2 separate regions of the Zea mays genome follow, and region 2 is linked to region 1. A link is a contact called in public Hi-C data. All regions are on one chromosome and are shown on one strand. Each heading gives the region's core, a stretch centred on a gene start, on an enhancer-like site or on the middle of the called end of the contact. The rest is flanking DNA. Distances are from core to core; before and after follow the strand shown.

Evidence for each region. A called contact is a pair of places that touch in the nucleus more often than the background predicts.
Region 2: a contact with region 1 is called in a Hi-C map of bundle sheath, with 2.9 times the contacts expected there. The contact joins the promoter of LOC103647875 here to the promoter of LOC100283332 in region 1. A contact is called at or near these places in 9 of 25 Hi-C or Micro-C datasets (bundle sheath, ear, leaf and 3 more) and 1 of 3 datasets of contacts at active chromatin or transcription factors (leaf).

Annotation. Positions count from the first base shown.
Region 1 is chr2:219,436,973-219,442,669 of Zm-B73-REFERENCE-NAM-5.0, forward strand. LOC100283332 (40S ribosomal protein S9) reads right to left here and starts at 1,793. Exons shown (of 3, transcript NM_001156233.2): 1 at 1,667-1,793; 2 at 672-1,053. The coding sequence starts at 1,694. It overlaps LOC111591045 (small nucleolar RNA Z161/Z228), which reads right to left and starts at 397; the gene lies at 307-397.
Region 2 is chr2:219,574,054-219,579,568 of Zm-B73-REFERENCE-NAM-5.0, forward strand. It overlaps LOC103647875 (thymidylate kinase), which reads right to left and starts at 3,873. Exons shown (of 6, transcript XM_008672373.3): 1 at 3,526-3,873; 2 at 3,082-3,414; 3 at 2,844-2,955; 4 at 2,684-2,743; 5 at 2,161-2,265; 6 at 1,112-1,760. The coding sequence starts at 3,572. The coding sequence ends at 1,650. TRNAL-CAG (transfer RNA leucine (anticodon CAG)) reads right to left here and starts at 209; the gene lies at 129-209.

The DNA of each region.
Region 1 (5,697 bases), core at 543-3,042:
AATAACAAATTTCCAAAAGTAGGGCTAATGGACTTGTGATCCAGATGATTGAACGGAATTAATCAAATGGGTTAACCTGAAGAAAAAAACTATAATAACAAATAAATATGAATGGAAGATAAAAGCTGTTAAAACAATATACTGAATCACATTCCAAATGTGCAGTGTTGTCAGCAGGACTCTCATTTTTACACTGGAGAAGACAGAGCAGGGGCCACACTACAGTAAACAGAAACGATAGGGAGCAGACAAGGGTCACACAAAACAATTTATTACGTAACAGAAATAAGAATCAAATGTAACCAAGGGCATCAGAGAAACATGACTGCAACATTACACACAAAGTGTCTCAGACGACCGTCGTGAGAATTGCACATGGTTTTTCATCATATGGCCCATCCAAGGTCAAATGTGTCTTTACAACCAACATACAACCAGCAGCAGCAAAACATAAGGAAAATTGAGCACAAACTATAACAGTAATCGAAAATTCATAACTAACATAGGAAATGCTCAAAGAATGCCAGAACTTGAAGGAACATAAGACATATACACAAAGAAAACATAGAAACTGCTCTGATCCGCAATTACAAACTTTTACTCTTTGTGAAAATTTTAAGATACAACTAACATTGATGCACAATCGAGGAATCAGCAGCATATAAACAAACCTGATGTGGCGCTGCCTGATCAGGACACGAGCATGGTGGATGGACTTGGCCATGCCATTCTTGAAGACGATGGTCTGGAGGCGGCGCTGGAGGAAGTTCTCAACAGTGAGGGCAAGCACGTAATCAAGCTTGTTCTGTCCCTCGCCAAGAAGACCATATCTGTTCATGCGACGGAGGAGCGCCTCGCCCTCAAAGATACGGCGTGGGTTCTTCTCATCCAGGGTGAGCAACTCCCTGGCTGCATTCCTGATACGGCTCAGGGCATACTGCACGCGCCACAGCTCACGCTTGCACCGCAGGCCATACTCACCAACCAGCTTCAGCTCAGCATCTAGGCGCTCCTTCTCATACGGCCGCCTTGGCTTCTTGAAAGTCTTCCCATCTGCAACGTGCAACAGCACCATAAGCTACTGATAGTGCTACAAAAATTAGCATTGGAAAATAACTGAGTGGTATCTGTAGCAACTAACCTGTCACTATCAGTGCATGAAAGACATGTGCTCTACTTTATAGTATTGAAAACAGATCTAATGCCTCTACTAAATGGTGCAAATAATCAGCGTCAGTTTGAGCAGTAACAAAAAAAATGCGACAGCTGCCTAAGGACATTGTCTGATAGTATTTGCTTTTAAAGAGTGCAAAACTAGCACAAAGCTTGGTATTTTGAATTCTGATCCAGCACCGTTTCACCCCGGCATACAGATTTCAAACAACGTGCGTACCCGCGCGATCAGTTCACCTAAGGGCAATGCACCATGCTTTGGACTTGACGGATCAAAGCAAAACCGAAAGGCGTTGTTCAACCATCCGAATTGCTACTATTAATCAAGCGTGTCCGAAAGGAACACCCATCGCTACATACACTGCGCATGGTAAGTGTTTCCCCCCGACACTACTAGAAGAAGCTAGAGGCCCCGCGACGCAATCACAGCACAAGCTGGATGGTTAGTCTCGAGGGAACACGCGTGCAATGCAGTGGAGGAGGGGGATCTTACAGTTGCGGTAGAAGTTAACATGCACCATGGCTGCCGCGGCAGGGTGGCGCGGTTGGCCGTCGAGTTGCCGCCGCCGGAGGAAGTGCGACTGAGCGAGGCGGGGGTGGAAGACGAGATTTTATAAGGGATGTAAACCCTAGGTTTCAACTAGTGGGCTGGGTTTCAATAAATTATTCACTCATATAAGTGACATCGGCTCAGTTGTGACGGGCACCCCGAACGCGGCCCACAGCCCACGTTCTGTGTTCGCATGGCCTTCCCTCTGGGTCTGGGGAGACGCCTGCAGAAACAGAAACAGTCGGCGCCTCCTCGACGAACTCATGCAACCGAGCCGGCGAGCCTGCCACCGCGGCGCGGAAGCCGCTGACGGCGCTGCTCAAGTCGGCGACGCGGACGGCGGACGGGGCACCTGACCCAGCTCCACGCCCTGATGCTGAAATGCTCCCACTTCCCGCACCACGCGTTCCCCACCGCCAGGCTCCTCGCCATTGGCCACTGCCATGTGCCATCCTTCAGACGCCAAACATTTTACTGTCTACACATACGCATCAGAAGGCCGGTGGGATGAGATAGCTCAGGTGAGGGATTCAGAATCAGAAGCGCAGAAAATATCCGTGGAGAAGAATGAAGCAGGCTGTGCCTCCATTATTGTGTCTTGCTGATGTATCCAAACTTGCTGGATTTAAGCAGCTACACGAACCTTACTCAAGGTGGGATTCCCATTGACAAAATTGCAATTGCACAGTGGTACCTCAGCCGGACTAGTTTTTGCTCGGACTTATCCAAACTTGTACAGAACTAGTATATAGATACAAAAGAAGAGTGGTTAACTTGTTTTCTAGAACCAGATACTCTTTGATCTTCTCCTTGACAAGTACTGCAGATAAACCACGAAGTGGACTAACAAAGATAGATTGCTCCCATCGAGGTATCTAGTTGAGGTTAAGTTCAGCTAATACAGAGTGGAACGATATTTACATGTGCGGGCACACAGCCGCATAGGCTTGTAAGGTTTCTTTAGCACATCAGCTATAATGGAAACATCAAACTTGAAAACAACGAAAACTTCTTAAACTGTGAGCCACATCTTTCGTTTTTTACTTGAGCTGTTAACGGTTCCCTACCCGTAGTACTAGTGCCACCGCTGCTGCATTGCTCATCTTCCATTCTTGGAAGGACTGGGTATACATGTACAGGCAAAGTGGTCACTGCTGGTGGGTACCTTGCCAGCGGCCGCATCACATGATTAAAGATCCCGTGGTTTTGTGATGGCTGAGTACCTTCAGTAGGCGCATCCTGATTAGGGAATAGCTGCAGCTCCCGCCGTGGGGCAGAGGAAGTGCCATCGTCGCGATGACTTTGTGGGTGTGGTGAATGATGCAACGCAAATACTGTGGTCGCAGGATGGAGTGCTGTAAGATTTGATCTAGAGATAGGGTTGCTGCCTTCTAGCCGCGTCCTCAGCTCGTTTTGAAGCTCTGATATTTCACCACGGATCACATTGGTTCCATCGAGCAGTTCATTTCTCTCCAAGGCAATCTGTTTTGTACAATGAAGGGAGCACATATTGCATCAGTGGCTAGGATATAGCAAATCTTTTATTTGCTAGTATTTTCTCAACTGATGTTACACATAATAGACAATGCAATTTTAAACTGTTAAAATAAGGCCCATAGGTGAGCAAATATTGAATACAAAAAGTTACTTAAATTAAAAATTCCCCAAATCATGATATTGGCTAGATTTCAGGAATGAGAGGAGTCCAGTACATAATCTAATCTAAGTTATTAAAACCACAACGCCTTCGGGCTCACGCCCGCGTTTCCCGGCCTCGTGCTGTCTCCGCGTCTTGACACGTGACACTGCTTGACCCACCCGGGTCGCTGCACAGGTGTAATGGGCATCTGCGTCCGCTCGATCCAAGTTCGCCAACTCCGTCGTGGGGCTCCGCTCAATCCAAGTTCCCCAACTCCGGCGAGCCCCAACGGCGTTTCCTCTCCGATTTTAGGTGCGCAGAACCTCCTTCCTCCTCTCGCTCCGCCGCCGCCTTGCCCTAGATCCGCCGTCGCGTCGGCGTCGAGGGTGCGCAGAACTTCCTTCCTCCTCTCGCTTCGCCGCCGCCTTCCCCTAGATCCGCTGTCGCGTCTGCGTCGAGCTGCGCCGTTGGGGACGCCATACACCGGCGCCCTCTGTTACGGCCGCGCGGTGCGCCAGCTGCGGCTCGCGCGTGCCCAGACGGGCCGCGGGGGTGCAGGCAGACGCGAGCGCCTCTCCGACGAGCAGTGCGCGGGGATCAACCACTTCGTGGCGCTGTACGCCGTGCCGGTGCTCATCTTCCACATGGTGTCCACCAACGACCCGTACCACATGAACGAGCGCCTCATCGCCGCCGACACGCTGCAGAAGGCCGTCATGCTGCTGGCGCTCACGGCCTGGGCGTTCTGGTCCCACCTCAGCAGGCGCCGCGACGGAGGCCGAGGGAAGCGGCAGGTCGTTCAGGGAGCGGAGTCGCCGATCAAGTGGGTGGTGACCAACTTCTCGGTGGCGTCGCTGCCCAGGGTGCCAGGCGGGCCCCGCATCGGCCACTGCTCCACCGCAGATGCGACCGCCTCCGGATGCCGGGCGGGCCTCGCATCGCCCGCTGCTACACGGTGTACGACGCTGGAGTTCGCCTACCTCCCATCCGCGGTCGTCAGCGCCTCATCGTCGGATGACGCTGCTTATGTGGTCCGTGACGCCGTGCGGGTCCACGTGCAGCCTGTAATAAGGAAAGAGCGGGTGGGCGCGTAGCAGTCGTCCCTCGCTCCCATGCCTCACCAGTGACGGGCATGGCTGAAGACAGCACTGCGCACTGTGCTGCACGACGATGAGTACTTTCCTCCCCTTTAATATTTTCTTCCCTCTCTCCTCAATCCAAGTTCGCCTTATTAGGTCCTGTAATCGATAGCTTCTCTAGCCCGTCTTTGTAGTTGTTCCCCAGTTTCGTTTCGGCACCCACCGTCGTCATGGCAGCGTGTGGTCTGCTCCTGCTGCCCGCCGCCCTGTAGACATTGGCTGTGACTCCGTAAGTCCACGTTTGCTCTGCTAGACCCCCTTATGCCGTCTGCATCTCCATTAGGATGTTTGTTCTTTGCACGAAATCTGTTACCGTCTGTCATCCGGTGCAGAATCCGTGTGTGGTTGGTTAATTTTTACTCTTTGGTGCGTGTGTCTGTGTTGGCATGAGTTCCAGATACCTGGATTTGTGAGGGACGGGCTATGCATACTACATCTTTGGTTCACACAGTTTGTTACTTGGAATATGTATGATCTTTTTGCATGATTTGTTCCGCTGTTTGTGATTGTTGAGCTTTAATACTAAATGTGTCGTCAGCCAAGACTATGTCACAAAAATGCTATGGTTGACCAGTGAGTTGGCCATGGGTTTCTTTCATCCCAGCTAGAAATTATGTGCTAGGTAAATACTTTTTTCTTAAGGCAATCAAGGCACATTCATTGCTAGGTCTAAATTGGTTAGAAAGAAGCATACACAAACCAGGGTCTTGATGATGGGCTCCTCTAACGTTTCGGGTATCGTTTGGATTTTGGTGGTCTGGTCAGGATTTGTTTTCCAGTAGTAACATTTATTTTCGGTACCTCAGTGGTACTCAGGTGTCTGATAACTGTCTGGTCTCTCAGTTACAATGGGGAAGTTTGGAAGAGGATAAACAGACTAAAGACATGATAGCTGCTTCTGAGCCATGATTAGAGGCTACACTTAGATGGTGCAAAATCAGAACTTACCGCTTGATTTCTGTTTTAGGCCTGACAAAACATTTCAGTCCTCCATAACTAATCTAGATCCAGGTTTTTTCGATACTAATATCATACATACATACACACATACTACCATTATTGGTTTGTAAAGTGGCAACAAAATATGGCCAATGCAGCAAAGAAATCTGCCTACGTATGTGTTACAGGAACCAAGGAGAGATGATATCTGTCATCATGTACTATTGGAGTGTTAACTAATGTTTTTGGTACTTGGG
Region 2 (5,515 bases), core at 2,623-5,122, 140 kb after region 1:
TTGAGCACTGCTGCAATCACTGTCAGTCAAAAAAACTTACTCATTGCGGTTTCGGAACTGGACAAAGAAAAAAAAAACAGATACAGAATAAAAAAAGGAAAAAAGACAGAATAATGCAAAAAAAATCATGTCAAGAATGGGATTCGAACCCATGCCCTTTCGGACCAGTACCTGAAACTGGCGCCTTAGACCAACTCGGCCATCTTGACTTGTTGTTTATGAGTCATAATATATTTAATAAAAGTACTGATGATACTGCTCTCCTTAATAATGTATCTTCAATTATGCCTAACTGGTTAATCGAACATTCAACCAACAACCAGAAAACTAGAGACCAACATTACGTAGTCGGTACCCAGTGTGTCATTGTTTCAATCTAACTTGTCTGGCAAGTACAGAAGTGAACATATCTAAATGCCACTTTTTAGACCTACCTCTCCTTCCGTGATCCACAGAAATAATACGAATCTCGTTTTTTGACAAGTCAAATAATCTAAACTTTAATTTGATTTACATTAAAAAGTTTTAAACATTCATAATGCAAAAATAAATATGATAAAACTAAAATTTAATTTTATTAATAAATTTATTTGAATATGTAGATACTAATACTATTTACTATGAAATTGGTCAGATTTAAGCTAGAATTTTAATGGATGGAAGGAGCAAGTATAAAACTTGGGCAAATTCAACGCTGCTGTGGAGGCAGGAGAGGCCTGGTGGCACGGGCACGGATCAAGGCCTATGGGAGGCTGCCAGCGCCAAGGAAGAAACAAGCAGCCGAACAGTGTGTGTGAAAAATTATGGAGACTACGTCGTCAACCACGTGACCCAGGAGCAGACCTTGCAGGAGATGAAATCCAAATCTCAAAGAGGCCCACCGAGTTGCAAGCTACAGAGCATGGGCCTTCAAAGACAAGATGGACCCTTACGAGCAGGAACTCCTCTCTAGCTCCCGAGATATTTGAATACGCAGGAATTAGAGCAGGAGGGTGGTATAATTCCCGGACGAATCTGGGACAAACGAGCGAGGCCTTGGTTGAGAGACAGACTGGTATGCTTCCTGATTGAGAAATAAATAGCTCTGAAGTAAAGTTTTGCTCTGAATTCATTTGCTTGGAAACCCCAAATTTCTAGTGCTACTGTTTTTCATTCCTTTTCCAATGTTTCTTCACCCCAGCAGCATTCACAGGTACATGAAGCATAGAAATTTAAGTGTTTTGCACTCTCACATGTTTCACGTTACACAAAATCCGTACACCGGCAGACAGACTAAGGTCCTGTTCCAAACCTCTAAAACTAATAGTTGGCATCTAAAATGAACTGAAAGGTTTTAAACGGATCAGATCAGATAATAGACCGACTAATTGTTAGCTATACCTCTCAAATAGTCATTAGTTGTAGCTGTCTCAACCCAGCTAAAACCAGCTAACAACTTATTAGTTGGCTAACAATTAGCTCTAGAGGTTTTAAACAGGGCCTAACTTTAGGAAAGAAAAAACACACTTTGAGATTATAAATATATTGCACAAGGGATACTGATAGAGCAAATGGAAAGGCCAATGCTTCCGGATGCCTAATTCTATCCCGGCCATGGTTGATCACACAAGACGATGTGTGGCCGCCATTACTTTGTGCATAATGGCACTTCACCAGGCCAGATTGGTAAGTGGGTTCCCTTGGCAGTCCTGAATACAGCTCGTAGCTAAATCTCTCAGTTTTTCTTCAACAGTCTCCATGGGAAGGAAACCATCAACCACCTTCAACAGAAAAGAAAATGAGTTGTCATTCAGATTCAGTAACAAAAGAAGCATATTTGTGGTCTAGAGCACTATCAAAGACTAAAAATAAAAAAATCACAAGCACTAAACAAACTACAGATTTCTTCTCTGTTAGAGATGTCTAGTTTGCACAAAATAAAAAATCAAGTGGCACACACACTATGGATTTCTTCTCTGTTCGGTGCTTCTATTTTGCTCACAGAAACATTAGCTCTGACATTCCACTAATATCATGGCAAACTGAACAAAATAGGTATTGAATCTGTTTCACTTGCAATTCCAGACCCTTGATTGGCACATATCAAGACCTGAGTCGTTGGCATGAGGCCAAGCAAATACAAGGACCTCATCTTGGTGATTCTTGCAGAAACTGAGTTACCTTCCATGTCGAATCACGGAGTGAATGGTAATGCTCTGCAACTTTCTTTTGGAACTCTATCTTTTCATATCGCTCACCCCCATAGCCTCCTCTTTCAGCCGCTTTCTGTAACATTAGATTAGCATTGACAATCATGAAGCCCGAGGATAATCCATATATGTATATACTATTGAAGTGAGCGTAGCATATATTACATGGTACTGTCGAGTAACAACTTTAACATCACAGACAACATTTAGCATTATAGAAGTGTGGCCAAAGAAATTTGCTGAACAAAATGTGTTCTTCCCCATACTTTCTGGCTTACAATAAATATAAATACTTTAGAATCATACAGTGGATTGTTTTCAGTGTTCCAAAAGAGAAATAAATAGCGGACTATTGATTGGGTTAAGGGCAAACAGTGGCCATCATCTGTGTATAAGTCTAAGCAATGGAGCAGAAGTCAAATTCATGAAAAACATCAAAAAGAAACTAAAACACTGTCATGTTGGAATAGGCTAAGTGAGTATAAATAGAGTACCTCTGGCTGTACATCAAGATATATTACAAGGTCTGGAGCAATAAGTCCATTTTCTGGAGCCTATAAAAGAGGATAAATAGGCATCACTTAGCTTGCAGCTATATATTGACATGAATGGAAGAGAGCAAGTCATTATTCATCCGTATGGCACGCAGCTCACCTTGCACCACTCAATGTCAAGGCCCTTAGCAGCTGAAAAGGCCACTCCCGAATAGGAGTAGCGGTCTACAATGAGAGTAGTTCCACTAAGTAGCTTGCTCTCCATCAAAGCTCTGGCAGTGACAAGCCAAACCAACAGATTCATAGTTACAGCCGTTTCGAACCTTGGTATACGGCGTGCTAAGAAACCCTCGGATCGACGAAATGGTTAAGCTGCGTGGCGAGAAGAGCACACCTACCTTTTCTCCCAGCGGTTGGCGCTGAAGAGCAGATGAATCGTCCTGTCATCAAGCTGCGAATCGTTCGCGAGGTAGGAAGAGATCATCTGCCCCACACTGGTGGCCCTATCGGGGAACCTCCATCCTTCGGCATTGTAGCCTTTGCCTTTGAGGAAGGACAGCAGCCGGGCACACTGCGAAGTTTTCCCGCTCCGGTCCAGGCCTTCCAGGACCACCAGAGCGCCACGGCCGCCCTTGCTTCCCCCCGTCTCCATTCTCACGCCCTGGAACGCCCTCCGGCGCTGCACGGACAAGCCGACAGGAGGGGGTGCCGCCGCCGCCGCTATGCCGACCCTGCAGCAGATATTGCAAGCACCGTCACCCCCCCAATGATTCGATTATTACGAGCACGTATTCTGGCTGGGAAAGGCATCTGGAGGGACCGGGGAGGCGGGGACGACTCACCTGCTCCGCGAAGCTGCTCTTCCGGCGAGCCGAACCAATGCAATCATGCACGGCTGGTTACACCGGTTTGATCAGGCTGAAAACCTGAGAGCTGAGACGAGGATACGCGGGAGGGCGAGCAGTAGCGGCGAGGAGTGAAGAGGTCGAGATCTCAGGCGGGGCGGGAGACCTGGATCGCGGCGGCAGCGGCGGCGGCGGTAGTTTCGGGAGGGGAGTGGGGTTCCTAGTTTTCAGAGAGAGTGAGTCGGGTCAGTAAAAGCGCATGATCTAGACCATCCATAGGGCATCGCATGTCCGTAAAATAGAACAGCTCAGCTCATCCTACCATTTCTCCTCTCTCTTTTTTAGAACTTCTGACTATCCACAGACCAAAGCAGCGACTACCATAGGGTTGAACACGGGCGTCCCACGTACACATGTATTGAGGTGTTTAATTTACATTCTTAATCCATACATATAAATTGGAGTCAAACTCTAAAATGCACAACTAAATATGTAGGATAGCTTTAATCTCCTTCATTCCCCTTCGATCCCCTTCTAACCGAACATGTACTTAGAATTAGTTCCTCATCATTGTCTCCATGATAAAAAAATATCCCGCAAAAATCTCTACGGACGCTGGTGTGAGATATTTCTTCGTCATCTTCCCATTAAATTATAATTAAAACATACTTCATTTGTTATTAATGTAATACATTATCAGATGTTAGAAAAAATCGTTATATGTATATCAAAATAAACATACAATGAGTAATCTACAAGTTATTTATTTATTTTTATCATTAGTTATCATTAAAAAATATTGTTACATACAAATTTAACGGATCCCGCGGGTATGGTAGTCCGGAGGATTTTAAGTTCTGTTTGGTTCGACTGTTCTTACTCACTTGTTTTTTACTTCTACGGGGATACCAAAAGCGCAACATCAATAAAAAAGTTTACCAATTTATTCTTTAATTAACTCTTTTTAGAGAGATTAAATAAAAGGAGAACGTGTAAGGAATAAATAAAAGATGAACAAAAAATAACATGAATAAAGCATGAAGACGAAATGGGTTACTCATCTTGTTTGCACATTACTTTACTTCATTTCTTTTTCACATAATAAATAATTACAGATATACTTTCGTCTTTGTGAGCAACAATACGAAGGTAAGAAGGAAAAGACAGCTTCGTAGACGGAGTGATTCAATTCTCTCGAGCTAAGAAAATGTATATGTGTATAGTATTGTGTCTCTATTTATAGACGTAGGGTACAACTTCGTCAAAATTACAAGCATAGCTACAAAGTTGAACAGGGGCATTCTCATTTCACCCTGTTTTGGCTAGCTTATTTATCACGTGTGCATGTCGGCGAACCGAAGCTTGTAGCTTCGTCTCCACAACCATGTCAGTTGCATGTCATCTCATCCGAAGGTGTCCTTCAGCATTTGTTCTGTTATACCTAAAACAGACTCATGAGTTGATGTTTTGAGGACCTTTGGTCAAGAAGGGGCCCCGATAGTAGCCCCTTACGAAATTAGTTCATTTTTCATAACAAGTCTCATGTCGAAGGTTCAAAAAACATCTTCCTCGAGAATGATATTAAAAATACAATAAAATAAGTTACAACAGTCCATTAGGCATCGGGCAAGAGCGACGCGTCTCCTTGTCTCCCAAGCTCGCCAACTTATATTTAGGTGTTACAGAACCCAAAATACCCCAAAATCTGAATTTTGTTTGGGAATTTCAGGTGGTCACTCGTAAAGCCCAAACTTATTTTGGATAATTCGTGTACACCCTCCAGTACCCATAAATCCTAGATTACCCAAATTTTCATAAGTTATATACTCGTGTCATTGTTAATTATCAATTTATATATCTATAATTGCATGTGTTTTTATGAAGTTGACATAACAATTCGATAGTTCAGGAATACTCGAACTCGAATTTCCATGTAATCTAAAATCCACTGCAATTTTAAGTAACAATTCTTATAGCACGAAATTTG